Linked DNA regions of Sus scrofa: regions 1, 3, 4 and 5 are each linked to region 2. A link is a contact called in public HiChIP or PLAC-seq and promoter capture Hi-C data. All regions are on one chromosome and are shown on one strand. The core of a region is the stretch at or near the end of the contact, and the rest is flanking DNA. Distances in the headings are between cores, read along the strand shown. Region 1 holds the start of CEP135 (centrosomal protein of 135 kDa). Region 2 holds the start of SRP72 (signal recognition particle subunit SRP72). Region 3 holds the start of LOC100626988 (nitric oxide-associated protein 1). Region 4 holds the start of LOC100621115 (nitric oxide-associated protein 1-like). Region 5 holds the start of KIAA1211.

Region 1 (2,700 bases), core at 66-2,565, 480 kb after region 2:
GTGGTTAACGAATTCGACTAGGAACCATGAAGCTGTGGGTTCAATCCCTGACCTTGCTCAGTGGGTTAAGGATCCAGTGTTGCCCTGAGCTGTGGTGTAGATCGCAGATGCGGCTGGGATCCTGCGTTTCTGTGGCTCTGGCGTAGGCTGGCGAATACAGCTCCGATTGAACCCCTAGCCTGGGAACCTCCATATGCCGCAGCAAGTGGCCCTAGAAAAGGCAAAAAGACAAAAAAAAGGATCCATCGTTGCCTGAGCTGTGGTGCACGTCACAGACAGGGATTGGATCCTGCATTGCTGTGGCTGTGGTGCAGACAGGCAGCTGTGGCTCCAATTTGACGCCTAGCCTGGGAACTTCCACATTCAAGGGGTGCGGCCCTAAAAAGCAAGAGAATAAAAATAAAAAAACCCAGAACCAGCAGGACCTCGCCATCCAAACATTTCTCCTTGTCTGGCACCGACTTTGGTTACCCAGAAATACTACCTGCTCACATCCTTCTAAGATAGAGAAGCAGGAGTACGAATCAAAACACTCATCAACACACAAGAGAGATGAAAGATTAAAATCCTTCCAAGAAGGACAAAAAGCTGGTACCAACGTTCCCCACCCCCGCTCCAGGAGCGTCTGTACTCAGCTCCCTGCAGGACAACAGGCGCGGAGGCTCGGCGCTCCACGCGCGCTCACCACCACCCGGAGCCAGCGCGGCGCGTTTTCCCAGAGGCCCGGGACGTGTCTACGCCCAGGCCCGAACCGAACCGGGTCCTTCCCTGAGAGCCGCAAACGGGCGGAGGTCGCCGCCAAGGCTCGGCCTGCGCTCGGGCCTGTCTGCGTTTACCAAGCGCCGAGGGACCAGCTGGGAAGAGGGCGCTCCCACCTCGAGCAACCGGCCAGCAGCAGCGGCTGCGCGGGGCCGGTGGAGGCTGCCGCGAGCGCAGCGGCGGAGCCAGGTCCGCAGCCCGAACCCGCTCCCCGCACGGCTCCCGCCAGCGGGCGGCCGCGGCGCCAGAGTCCCCGCCCGGGCCCCACTTCCTCCCCCACCGCGCCGCCCGCCCGGTCCGTGCTCACCCGCCGCCCCGGCTGCCGCTCCCTCCGCTCGCGGTCGCATCCCCTGCGCCTGCCTCGCTCGCTGGCTTCCGCCGCCGCGGACACCGGCTCCGGCGCTGGGACAGTTTGAAAATGGCACGGACGGACTATCGCGACCGGCGCGGAGTAGGCGCAGCGGTTGCCTCGGTAACGGGAGCGGAAGACGGGTCGCCGCGCGCGGCGGGGACGCGCCCGATTCTGATGGCGGCGCCGGGCCCAGGCCCGGAAACGAACGGGCCTGGAAGGTGCGGCGCTGCGGCGCCTTCTGGCGGCGGGAGCCGGAACCACCGCGGCGGCCGTCGTCCAGGCTGCGCCTGTCGTTGCCTTGAACTTCCTTGACCTTCGGGGCGCTGGGTTAGAGCCTGTGCAGCCCTGGTCCCTGCAGCCGGTTAGCCTTCACCCTCCGGGGACGCCTGCTCCCCACGTGAACTCAGCCGAAGTACCCGGTTGTCTGTGCAACTTTCCCTGACAACCACCCAACGCAGTTAACTAACTTTGCTCCCGCACCCCCGGCCTCTTACAGATGTCCAGATCCCAATATTATACTCATCCCGTTATGATGAGCATAACATCATTGCGTTTGAGTTCTTGAGTTAGAGCTCCTCTGTCAAACGTCATTGTCTTTGTATGTTTACCTCTGCCGCCCCCTACTGCGCATTCCTGGAGTCAGTTTATTTCACTCAGCTGTTTCTCTAGCACCAACCGCAAGAAACATTCGAGAATGGAATCAAATGTAAATCAACTGGCTATAGAGAACCTGTTCACATTGAGAAAATGCATGGTCGGATATTGGAATTCCATTTGTCGCGTGGAAACTTCTAGATGATCAGAGAGGCGTTCATCGCCTCCTGTTTACTCTTCTCCCAAGCAGGGCATCCATTTTGAAGATGCACTTAATCCTTGTGTATATATATCTCACCTAATTGCTCTGTGGGCCGTGAATAACTTTGTACGCATTCATATATCGCTTTAACCGTTTCCGCAGGGAGCCCTGTCCCTCTTCCCACATCCTTCAATAAGCTGTTTTATGGAATTTCTAGGAGGCAATGAGGCTCCGTGGATGGCTTTTGTAGTCTTGAACACGTACAGTTAAAGACTTTTTTGTTGCCTAGCAACAAATATCTTTTTTGAAAATAGGGAGCCATAAATAAATATCATAGCAAATGACTATGCAACAGTCACCCAGTCCAGAAGACTCTTTGGCTTCCCTTTGTCCCAAACACATAGCCATTAGAAAATACAAAAACTAAAATCAAAGAAATTTAAAAGATGAGTGGGACACTGAAGTTGCAGTCCAGTTTTGCTCCAGATGTCACGGAAGACCAGTGCAGGCGCACTGCTGGGCCGCAAGGCCTGAGGTCAGGGCCCTGGTTCCTCTGGCACACAGAATTATTGCTGCTCAGCACTCAGGTCCTGGCTTTGAGCGAGAGGGTGGGCTGAGGAGGCAGAAAGAAAAAGAAACCAAGCCTCATCTGGGCTCTCTAGGTCCCCCACATCACCCTGAGACAGGAGCCCTGATTGTGGAGCAGACCTGATGGGACCACCATCAAAACTGATAAGCCGAAGGAGGGGGAGCCAGATGCAAAGGGAAAAGAAAAAACTTTGCACTGACAATG
Region 2 (2,700 bases), core at 168-2,667:
CCATATCCTAAGAAGACAAAAGGCAAAGTAACTAAATAAATAAACGTCCAATAAAAAAAGAGAAGAAGCAAGAATGAAGCTGTTTACTATAGCTTTTTCATCTTGGGACACACGCTACATCATACATATTTCATTACTTCACAGCAAAAGAAAAAAGTTCACATAGAACTTGGAAGCAAATGTCAGCTTTGAGTACAGGGTTGTCACTAATGCCTTGAGGTCCTGGACAAGTCATTTGACTGCCAAATCTCAATTTTCTTTTCTTTTTTGTCTTTCTGCCTTTTCTTGAGCTGCTCCCAAGGCATATGGAGGTTCCCAGGCTAGGCGTCTAATCGGAGCTGTAGCCACAGGCCTACGCCAGAGCCACAGCAACGCTGGGATCCGAGCCGCGTCTGCGACCCACACCACAGCTCACGGCCACGCCAGATCCTTAACCCACTGTTAAAGGATGAACAGTAAAGGCTGTTGAAAATTCACACTTGTATGTTACAGAAATACCTCGTATGTTATTTCTGTAACTACATTTCCACACCTAACAAATACAGGGAATATCTTCAGGTAAAAATTTACCTCGACAGAGCTTAAAAAGCATGGCCGTATTACACTTGGATGACGAAGGATAAAATATGGGCTGAACGTCATATCGGAGGAGCTGACTCGAAATGATCAGATAAACTTTGCTTTGCAAGGTTATTTCAAACGTCACTGCTTTTACACACTCTTTTTCTGGTGTGGGGCGGGCCTGTCTGCGGACGTCGGATCCAGCCCGAGCCTCTACCCCGAGTGGGTGCGGCTTCCACCTCGTCAGTGCTAGCTTCCCAATGACGTGTCCTAGGCGCTGCCTCCCCGCGCTGCGCCCCAAGAGAACAGGCCCCTCAGCGATACTGTCTCATCACCCCGCTAAAAGGCGGGCGAAAAGGACGCGATGGGAATGGAGCATTTGCAAGACTGGACGTGCAAACAGTGCAGTGTAATAAAAACACCTTGGAGGGGACTCCGGCAGCTGCAGTCCCTTCAGAGATGCCCTGGCCTCGCGCAGAAGGTAGAGAGGGAAGCAAACGTGGCCTGAAGCCGCCACGGACCCAGGGCCGGCCAGGACGCGGAGGGGCTGCGTCCCGCGTCCGCTGGGCGCTCCAGCCGCGGCGGCGGTGGGCTCTCCCCTCCCCGGGTCTGCCGGGAGGTGGTCACGCGCCCCCGAAGGAGGCCGCATCCTCCCGGCGGGCCGGCTCCCCCGGCCCCGGCGCCCACGCGGGCACTTACTCTTATTGACGGTTTTGAGAGCGCGCGTAAAGTCGCCGTTCTGGCCGTAACGGTTCACTTCGCTCCAGAGTGCAGGCACCGACACCCCCCCACCGCCGCCACCGCTCGCCATCTTGGCGGGGACGCGGGCGACCTCTGACCCGGAAGAGGATGCGGAGGGTCCGCGCGAAGCGGAAGCCGGGGCCGCGGGGCTCGGGGGTCGGAGGCACCCAGAACCGTGAGGCGGTGTCGGCTCCGCCGGCGTGGTTCGTAGAGCTAGGAGTGCACGTAGACAGAGCCGATGCGCCGTACTTGGAGCGGGTTGGAGGAACAACCCCTGAAGCCCGGGGCGGGGGGGCGGGTAGCGGGGCGGCGGCGGCGCAACGTGCGTTTCCGGGGTGGTGGCGGCGCAGCGTGCCTGCAGAGGCGGAGCTGGGCAGCAGTCCCCGGAGCCTAGGGGAGGCCTGTGTGGTGGGGAAGCACTGCTGGAAGCCGTGGGAGGCCTCGCTAGGGGAGGGCAGGGCCGAGTCGGCTTCCTGCTGCCTAGAACTGCCCCGAGGAATCACCGTCCGAAGGGGGTCTGGGCAGGGGATTCGGAAAACCTGGGGCTGGTTCTGGGTAATCCAGGCGGAGAAGCGAACATGAGGAAAGGCACAGAAAAAGCAAAGACTCTCCAGGCGCCAAGCATGTTTGGTGAATCCCCCTCGGCTGCCAGGTCGGGAGCAGTGGGCACTAAGGCCCGAAGGGTAATGAGTTTGGAGCGAGAATACCCAGGTACCATTCCTGGCTCTGCGACCCCCCAGATGTCTGACGGAGCGGGATGTCAGAGTCCCAGTTTTCGCCACCATAAAGTATGGGTGACGTATCAGGGTTGTAGGATAAATGATACCTACGCATCCGGGCACAATAAGCGCTGGAGTGACACAGGAATGTAGGGGTTAGGATGTGTTTGAGGGTCAGGACCGAGTACCTAAAGGAGTGTGCTCCTCCGGAGAATGACAGGCTCTTCCATTGAACGCCTCCTCTGCAGACCCATTTTTGGCACCATCTTACCGCTTCCTGCCACTCCCCGCCTCTTTCCCAGCAGCCTAGCTAATGCCTTTTCTATATCGCTGTGTCCTTCTGGTTCCAGAGAACAAGTTAGCACTCTGATTGCGCAGCAGTTCCCCCATGACACCCTCTTGGAGCTCTCTACCCTGAGCACTGCTCGTTTAAGGTCCGTCTCTCCACAGGGACTACAATTCCTAGTGGCCCTAGGATTTAGCACGTTTCCTGGCCTATAGTTGGAACGCTACTTTTTAACTGAATGGACTTTTACTTATTTCTCCCCTACTCTTTGCGTTCTTTGTGAGCAGAAGCGATGTCCAGCTCCTGGTTATGTCCCATGGCGCCTGGCACATTCCATCTGTGGTCCCTATGTGCAGTGGAGAAACGGCACTAATGGTCCAGTGAACTCTGCCT
Region 3 (2,700 bases), core at 67-2,566, 350 kb before region 2:
GATGTAAAAGTCATCTCTCAAGATAATTTACTTAAGCGGAAAGCAGAGTGAAGGACGCCAAACAAGCCCAATCCCCCCTCCCACCCTGTATTCTCTGCACCAGCTGTATTTGCAGAGCCTAGCACATCGCCCGGCACAAGCTGACGTTCAAACATTCGACTATTCAATAAATCCACTACCTCTGACCTTAAGGGAAATCGAGGAGCCCTTTGCTTCAGATGAACCCCAAACACCGGTACTGGTCGCATGGGGGGCCGCTCTTCCAAAACGGGGAGGTGTCACTTATCCAGAAGCAGCCAGTGGAGACAACAAATGTCATAAATGCTGCGCTCCCCGCCGGTCCACCTTCCAAATCCCTGGTTCGTCCCCGGCCCGGGGAAGGCGGAGGGGGGAACGCCTGGGGACCCTGCGCGGCGGGCGGGTGAGAAGGCCACAAACCCTCGACTCGCCCGGCTCCCACGTTTCCCCCTCGAGCGGGTCGCCGCGGTGTTTCTGAGGGGCCACCTACCCTCGTCTGCGTCACACAAACCCACAAGTGGGTCACAAGACGCGAACCCAAAAAAGCACAGGGAGAAAAGACCACCGACGACCTGAGCACCACACAAATGAACCCAGTCTGGGGGTCCCAAAACTTCCTGTACCTCACGCCAGCACCGCCCACTAAGACTCCCCGTAAGATCTGCGCTAGCGTACCAAGCCAGCACCGCCCATGGGGGCGCCTAGTAAGGTCTGCGCTTGCGCTCCAAGCCAGCACCGCCCACGGGGACGGCGCTTAAGGTCTGCGCCTGCGTCCCAGGCCTGCACTGCCCAAGAGGCTGCCGCATACTGTGTGCGCCTGCGCGAAGAGTGAAGCATTTGCTAACGTCCAGAATTGCACATGCGCAAATCGTGGGTTCAGACTTCTCTGGTCAGAAGACATGACTACGGCTACGCTCAGTCTTGGAACCAGATAATAAAGTTTTTTTTAATATTCCACTAATAATGACACCTGAAAAAAACCCAAGTGGATGTATCACAAAAGGCTTTGTGGTTATAATTTTACGGCCTTAGGTGTTATATATTTGCCAGTTACATAGCCAAAAAACAGGAAGAAATGAGATTTCCGAGCTGCAGACAGTACCAGCGGCAGCGCGCTGAAGAAGCCCGGAAGTAGGCAAAGCTTCACTGGCTGCCCAAACTGGCCAACCCAGCGGAGCCCGCACCTACAAAGCCTTTAGCTTCGCTTTAGGTGGGTTCTCGGCATCAGAGGCTTCATCGCGAGATCTCACGAGATGAGACCAGGGAGGAGGAGCCGAAGGGCGACGCTGACCAATGACAACTCTCTGGTCGTCCCAGGCTTTTTCTCGTTTACCGCGCAGCTGGGGCCGCAGTGCGCGCGCGAAGGGGTGGTCCGCCCCTTGCCACCCTTGCTCCTAGGCTGCCGTGTGGCCTCCTGCAGGGAGCCTCTCCCACGGCCGCGCGCCTTTGGCTCCGGGACGCGCTCCTGGATAGGAGATGAGTGGTCAGCCTCTCATCCCAGCACTCGTGGGGCCTGGGCCGTGGGCGTCCTCCGTGCCAGACTGAGACTGGGGTCAGCGAAGAGAGGAGAGTTTTCTGTTCCCCAAGTACATCCCGGAGCCGGAGCCCGCACCGACCCGCCAAGACCAGCTACGAGAGGTGCAGCAGCGGCAAGAAGAGAACGAACGACAGATGCAGCAGCGGCGGGAGGAGCGGCGCCAGCAGAAGCTCCGGGCCGCTCGGCGGGTGCAGCGGGCGCAGCCGGTCGTGGGGCACCCGGACCCGACGGTGGCACCCAGCGGCCTGAACTGTTCGGGATGCGGGGCGGAGCTGTACCGCCAGGACCCCGGCGTGCCCGGCTACCTGCCCAGCGAGAAGTTCCTCCGCGCGGCGGCGCAGGCGAAGGGCGGGCTGGCGCGGACAGTGTGCCAGCGCTGCTGTCTGCTGGTGCACCACCGGCGCGCCCTGCGCTTGCGGCGGCTGGAGTCCGCGCTGGTGCTGTACAAGGTGGACCTGCTTGATCTGCCCGACGCCCTGCTGCCCAACGTGCCCGCGCTCGTGGGCCCCAAGCGCTGATCGTGCTGGGGAACAAGGTGGACCTGCTGCCCCAGGACGCCCCCGGATACCGGCAGCGCATCCGGGAGCGGCTGTGGGACGACTGCCCCCGCGTCGGTCTCCTGCCTCTTGGCTCCCGGAGGTCCCAACACCCCGGCCGGAAGCAGCCGCGGGACCGGGCGGATAAGGCGAACCACTCGGCCAGGTCCCATGCGGTGCTTAAGGACGTGCGGCTCATCAGCGCCAAGACTGGCTATGGAGTCAAAAAGTTGATCTCCGCGCTCCAGCGCTCCTGGCGCTACCGCGGCGACGTCTACCTGGTTGATGCCACAAACGCTGGCAAGTCCATTTTCTTCAGCATGTCCCAGCGTTTTTTGAGGGTTTTTTGGTTTGTTTAATTGTCTTGTAATGTGCTGGTTTAGCAGATTTTTCATTGTAGAATATAAGTTCCGTCTCTTTTTTAGGGCCGCACCCGCAGTATATGCAAGTTCCTAGGCGAGGGGTTGAATCGGAGCTGTAGCTCCGGGTCGCTCAGATCTGAGCCGCGTCTACACCACAGCTTTCGGCAACACCTATTCCTTAACCCACTGAGCAACGCCAGGGATTGAACCTGTTCTCGTGGATGCTAGTTAGATTCGTTAACTGCTG
Region 4 (2,700 bases), core at 24-2,523, 500 kb before region 2:
AAAGCGGTACACACTAAAGATGCTATATGTAAAAAGAAAATGAGTATATATTAGCCCTGTTGAGTAAAAAAGTCATCTCTCAAGATAATTTACTTAAGCGGAAAGCAGAGTGAAGGACGCCAAACAAGCCCAATCCCCCCTCCCACCCTGTATTCTCTGCACCGGCTGTATTTGCAGAGCCTAGCACATCGCCCAGCACAAGCTGACGTTCAAACATTCGACTATTCAATAAATCCACTATCTCTGACGTTAAGGGAAGTCGAGGAGCCCTTTGCTTCAGATGAACCCCAAACACCGGTACTGGTCGCAGAAGCCGCCTGCTATTTCAATACGGACGGATGGGGGTGTCACTTTTCCAGAAGCAGCCAGTGGAGACAACAAACGTTATAAATGCTGCGCTCCCCGCCGGTCCACCCTCCTAGTTCGTCCCCGGCCCGGGGATGGAGGGGAAAACGCCTGGGGACCCCGCGCGGCGGGCGGGGAAGAAGGCCTCAAACCCTCGACTCGCCCGGCTCCCACGTTTCCCCCCTCCGACGGTTCGCCGCGCAGTGTTCTAAAGGGTCACCTACCCTCGTCCGCGTCATACATGTTGGCACACGACCCCGGAGCTCCCAATCCTCGAAGTGAAACGCAGGACACCGCCAGCAGCCACCGCCAGCAGGCTCCCCCCGGCCGCAGCGCCAGGCAAAGTGATTTCCGTTTCCGGCGCTCCCAGAATATCCTGCGGCTCCCGCGAAACCCCGCCCACAAAGAAGCCGCCGTAAGGTTTGCGCCTGCGCGAAAGTAGGCTAAGGCCTGCGAAAGGTTAGTGCTACACATGCGCAGTTTGGGGGTTGACTCTTCTGTGGCTGCCCCGCGGGGCCGCGTCACAGCTACCGAATGAAGTCTTGTTTTGCAATGTTGTTGCACAAATAGTAGCCCCTGGAGACAATAAGATTTGTTAATAAAAGGATGTAGTTGTGCTTTATTTTTTCAGTTGCAAAAACTTTAAAAAAAGTTTTGAAAAATGACTACTCTGTACATCAACTATACCTCAGCTTTGTTAAAGTTTAAAAAGTGCGATTTCTGGAGTTCCCGTCGTGGCTCAGTGGTTAACGAATCTGACTAGGAACCATGAGGTTGCAGGTTCGATCCCTGGCCTCGCTCATTGGGTTAAGGATCCAGCATTGTCGTGAGCTGTGGTGTAGGTCCCAGACGCGGCTCGGATCTGGCGTTGCTGTGGCCCTGGCGTAGGCCGGCAGCTACAGCTCCGATTCAACCCCTAGCCTGGGAACCTAATGGTAAAAAGACCAAAAAAAAAAAAAAAAAAAAGTGCGATTTCTGAGCTGCAGGCAGCAGCCGAAGCCCGACCAAAGCCTCACTCGCTGGCTGACCTAGCCAACCCCGCCGAGCCCGGACCTCCCGTGCCTTTAGCTCCGCCTTAGGTGGGTTCTCGGGCCTCAGCGGCTTCATCGCGAGATCTCACGAGATGCGATCGGGAGGAGGAGCCGAAGGGCGACGCTGACCAATGACAGCTCTCTGGTCGTCCCAGGCTTTTTCCGGTTTACCAAGCAGCTGGGGCCGCAGTGCGCGTGCAAACCCGTGGCCTGCGCTTGGCCCGCGCCCACGTGCCCATGCCGCCCGCGCGCCTCGCTCCTAGGCTGCTGTGCGGCCTCCTGCGAGGTGGCTCTCCCACGGCCAGGCGCCTTGGTCTCCGGGACGCGCTCCTGGCAAACCGGTGGCCCGCCCCTGGCCCGCGCCCGCGTTTCCATGCTGCCCACGCGCCTCGCTCCTAGGCTGCTGTGCGGCTTCCTGCAGGGAGCCTCTCCCACGGCCGCGCGCCTTGGTCTCCAGGACGCGCTCCTGGAGAGGAGATGTGCGGCCAGCCTTTCATCCCAGCGCCCGTGGGCCCTGGGCCGGGGGCGTTCTCGGTACCGGACTGCGACTGGGGGCAGCGAAGGAAGGGCCGACCTAGAGGAGAGTTTTCTGTTCCCCGAGTACATCCCGGAGCCGGAGCCCGCACCGACCCTCCAAGACCAGCTACGAGAGGTGCAGCAGCGGCAAGAAGAGAACGAACGACAGATGCAGCAGCGGCGGGAGGAGCGGCGCCAGCAGAAGCTCCGGGCCGCTCGGCGGGTGCAGCGGGCGCAGCCGGTCGTGGGGCACCCGGACCCGACGGTGGCACCCAGCGGCCTGAACTGTTCGGGATGCGGGGCGGAGCTGCACTGCCAGGACCCCGGCGTGCCCGGCTACCTGCCCAGCGAGAAGTTCCTCCGCGCGGCGGCGCAGGCGGACGGCGGGCTGGCGAGGACGGTGTGCCAGCGCTGCTGGTTGCTGGTGCACCACCGGCGCGCCCTACGCCTGCAGGTGAGTCCCGAGAAGTACCTGGAGCTCGTGAGCGCCGCGCTGCGGCGGCCCGAGCCCGCCCTGGTGTTATACATGGTGGACCTGCTGGATCTGCCCGACGCCCTGCTGCGCCACCTGCCCGCGCTCGTGGGCCCCAAGCAGCTGATCGTGCTGGGGAACAAGGTGGACCTGCTGCCCCAGGACGCCCCCGGATACCGGCAGCGCATCCGGGAGCGACTGTGGGACGACTGTGCCCGCGTCGGGCTCCTGCCGCCCCCTGGCTCCCGGAGGTCCCAACACCCCGGCCGGAAGCAGCCGCGGGACCAGGCGGAGAAGGCGAACCACTCGGCCAAGTCCCGCGCGGTGCTTAGGGAC
Region 5 (2,700 bases), core at 193-2,692, 390 kb after region 2:
CGTTTGGAAGAAAATACATTTTAATACTGGAAAGGGGCCTTATTTTTTTTTTTTTTACCCCCCTCACATATCTGAGTTGAAGTAAAGCATGCATATCGCCTACATAAAATGCATTCTTCGAAATGTTTCTTTTAAAAAACCTGCCTTTGACATTTTTCTTACAGGCAATTTTCTGTTCAATATATTGAACTAGGATTCGGTTTTCTCACAAAATAAAGGACGGATTTAGTGAAAGTGTCTTTCCTTTGTTGACTTGTTCAAATTATTGAAAACTGATTGTTGTTTTCAGATTCCTGAGTCACATACGAGGCCAAACAGTTGTGAGCCATTTTATATATATAATCCAACAACTACTACAGGTGATTTTCACAGGGAAATGACGACTGAATGACAACTTGATGAACTGACTATCTGCTACAAAATACTGACCCAGAACCTTTTACTCAATCGCCTCACGCTTTGTACTCTCACCGCTCCGTCTCCACCCGCACCGCCCCCAACAAGCGCTCCCGCACCTACAGCAGATCAGTTTCCGGGCCATTATTCTTAAAACCGTATTAAAATTTCACAACGCGCGCTCCTGGCTACTAGGTTTCCTCCCCTCCCCTGCCCTCCCCCGCCACCCCGCCCATCCACTGAATCCATGTGGCTTTCAATCAATTTTTTCCTCGGAAAATTCAGAAAACGATTACGATGCTCTGTCCTGAGAACCTGTGAGATGTCAACGCCTGTCCCTGTGTCGCCGATGAGCATGAATGAGAGCCGTGCCCCAGCCGCCGCCTCGGCGGGGTGCGGAGGTCCGACCTCGCCGCCAGCGCTCGGCGACCAGGGACGACCACGGGGCCGGGAAACCGCCACCAGAGCCCTGGCCGAAGCGAGCGAAGACCCGGGCTAGAGCCCTGGCCGAAGCGAGCGAAGACCCGGGCTAGAGCCCTGGCGACTGGCGGCCCCGCCGGCGCTCCAGCCGGTGCCCCCGGGGCAAACCTTTGTCTGGCCTCGGCCGTCCAGCCGGGGGCTCAGCGGAATAGGGGCAGCGAGGGCGGGGGCCCGGGCCCGGGCGGGGGCCAGACAAAGCCCCGCGCTCGGGCTCGACCGCCCGGCTCGCCGCCCCCGCGCAGCTGGGCTCGCGCTCGGAAGGCCGGCGAGGGCTAGGGCGAGGGTCGCCGCGCCGACACGTGCAGGGGGCGCGGGGCTCCCCGCGTGGGACCCGGGGCGGCGCGGGCGGGGGTTGCCGGGGAGGGGAGGGGACCCGCCCGCGGCGCCCATTGTCTGCGCGGGCCGCGGGCAGGAGGGCGCTCACCTGAGGTCCCCGCCGGGCTGGCCCCGGGCCGGACGGCGACGCGCACTCGGGCGCGGGCGGGACGCGGAGGCCCAGGCGGCGCCCCTGCAGCCCGCGCCGCGGCCCCGCAGCTCCCGCCCTCAGGCGGCCGCCGCCTCCATTGCGCTGCCCGCCGCCGCCGCCGCGCGGCACTGCGCGCCCGGCTCGCCGCCCAGTCACATGCTCCGCCCGCGCCTCGGGCGCTCGGACCCGCGCGCGGCCCCGCCCGGCCTCGCCCCCCGGGACGGACGCACCCCGCGGCGCTTTCCCCTGGGAGCCAGCTGGCGTGGCGCGGGGCCGCTCGGGACGCCTGGGACCGCGGCTGCTGCGGGGGCTCCCGCGGGGCGCACACCCAGCCCTGGTACCTGCTCGAGCCGGAGAGCGAGGCTAGCCACCCGCATTGCACTGGGAATCTCGCCCAGCCCAGCCGCGACAGCGACAAATGACACTGGGATCCCGAACGTCAAACGAGTTGAAAGATGCCACGCAGAAACAGGCTTAAAATTGCTTTGCCAGTGCATCTGAACGGAGTGAGCTGACATTGGGCATTATTGTCCCCAACAGTAATGAAATTAAATACTGACTTTGAATATTGAATTTTAAGGAGACTATTTGTCTTTTCCTTTTGTGGCCTAACTACAAACACCAAGACTTTTTCTCCATATGTTTTGCTATGACTCCATGGAATCTGGAAATCCGTTTCTGGTGATCTTTTCCTTCACTATGCTAATAATGATTCTAAAAACAATCTCATATTATTAATCAAGGAAGTAAAAACAAAGAAAAAATTGCGACAAAAGATGCAGAAGATAAGGAGTAACCCTAATAGGTACTCGATCCTGAGTCAGATGTCCCATTGCCAGAGAAAGGACTACTAATTTTAATGCAAGTGCGAGACTTAAGGGAGCAACTCTGATCCTGGGAGAATCTAGTGCTATGGCCTTATCCAGCTGGACTTTTCTAGATCAACATTTTAATTATCTACCAGAATATGGCTGTGCATTTTTATAAGTATAGCTGTCATTGCTCAGTGCTTGAATATTCTGAATAATGTCTGCTTTATTCCAAACAAGCATAATGAAGAATTTTATAAAAGGTTCAACCAGTTCCATTTGATTTGCTCTAGTAGCACTAGAGGTTCTCAGAAGCCAAAATTAGATCTGTATAGAACATATAACTGGGGTCTTTTTCTTGACATATTAGAGTCTAGCCAAGGACATAAAACACACTCTATGAAAATCCAAATTTACACCAATCAGGTGTAGGTCTGCTATTCTTTGATGCTTCTGGGCAAGGAACACCAAATTATATACCCTTAAAATATCGAGAGAGTCCTAGAGAATTTAGGTTCATATTAGACCTCTCTAGCTCTAATGGACTGT

Evidence for each region. Promoter capture Hi-C pulls out the DNA fragments that hold promoters and counts their contacts. HiChIP or PLAC-seq counts read pairs in DNA pulled down with a chosen protein or histone mark.
Region 1: a contact with region 2 is called in an H3K27ac HiChIP or PLAC-seq map of skeletal muscle, with 7 times the contacts expected there. The contact joins the promoter of CEP135 here to the promoter of SRP72 in region 2. A contact is called at or near these places in 2 of 5 promoter capture datasets (fetal skeletal muscle and liver), 3 of 47 Hi-C or Micro-C datasets (embryonic fibroblasts and fetal skeletal muscle) and 2 of 2 datasets of contacts at active chromatin or transcription factors (alveolar macrophages and skeletal muscle).
Region 3: a contact with region 2 is called in a promoter capture Hi-C map of liver, with 4 times the contacts expected there. The contact joins the promoter of LOC100626988 here to the promoter of SRP72 in region 2. A contact is called at or near these places in 1 of 5 promoter capture datasets (liver), 2 of 47 Hi-C or Micro-C datasets (heart right ventricle and liver) and 1 of 2 datasets of contacts at active chromatin or transcription factors (alveolar macrophages).
Region 4: a contact with region 2 is called in an H3K27ac HiChIP or PLAC-seq map of alveolar macrophages. The contact joins the promoter of LOC100621115 here to the promoter of SRP72 in region 2. A contact is called at or near these places in 1 of 5 promoter capture datasets (liver), 1 of 47 Hi-C or Micro-C datasets (liver) and 1 of 2 datasets of contacts at active chromatin or transcription factors (alveolar macrophages).
Region 5: a contact with region 2 is called in a promoter capture Hi-C map of fetal liver, with 5 times the contacts expected there. The contact joins the promoter of KIAA1211 here to the promoter of SRP72 in region 2. A contact is called at or near these places in 1 of 5 promoter capture datasets (fetal liver) and 1 of 47 Hi-C or Micro-C datasets (embryonic fibroblasts).

The regions. Positions count from the first base shown.
Region 1 is chr8:55,249,517-55,252,216 of Sscrofa11.1, reverse strand. It overlaps CEP135 (centrosomal protein of 135 kDa), which reads right to left and starts at 1,315. Exons shown (of 26, transcript XM_021101350.1): 1 at 1,067-1,315.
Region 2 is chr8:55,727,919-55,730,618 of Sscrofa11.1, reverse strand. SRP72 (signal recognition particle subunit SRP72) reads right to left here and starts at 1,417. Exons shown (of 20, transcript XM_021100536.1): 1 at 1,261-1,417. The coding sequence starts at 1,372.
Region 3 is chr8:56,082,498-56,085,197 of Sscrofa11.1, reverse strand. LOC100626988 (nitric oxide-associated protein 1) reads left to right here and starts at 1,316. Exons shown (of 4, transcript XM_013978717.2): 1 at 1,316-1,565; 2 at 1,568-2,065; 3 at 2,068-2,700. The coding sequence starts at 1,316. The coding sequence ends at 2,450. All of the region lies in intron 1 of LOC100621006 (RE1-silencing transcription factor-like), which reads right to left.
Region 4 is chr8:56,230,755-56,233,454 of Sscrofa11.1, reverse strand. LOC100621115 (nitric oxide-associated protein 1-like) reads left to right here and starts at 1,273. Exons shown (of 7, transcript XR_002346682.1): 1 at 1,273-2,700. It overlaps POLR2B (DNA-directed RNA polymerase II subunit RPB2), which reads right to left and starts at 725. Exons shown (of 25, transcript XM_003129037.5): 1 at 570-725. The coding sequence starts at 588.
Region 5 is chr8:55,335,105-55,337,804 of Sscrofa11.1, reverse strand. It overlaps KIAA1211, which reads right to left and starts at 1,442. Exons shown (of 10, transcript XM_021101362.1): 1 at 1,301-1,442.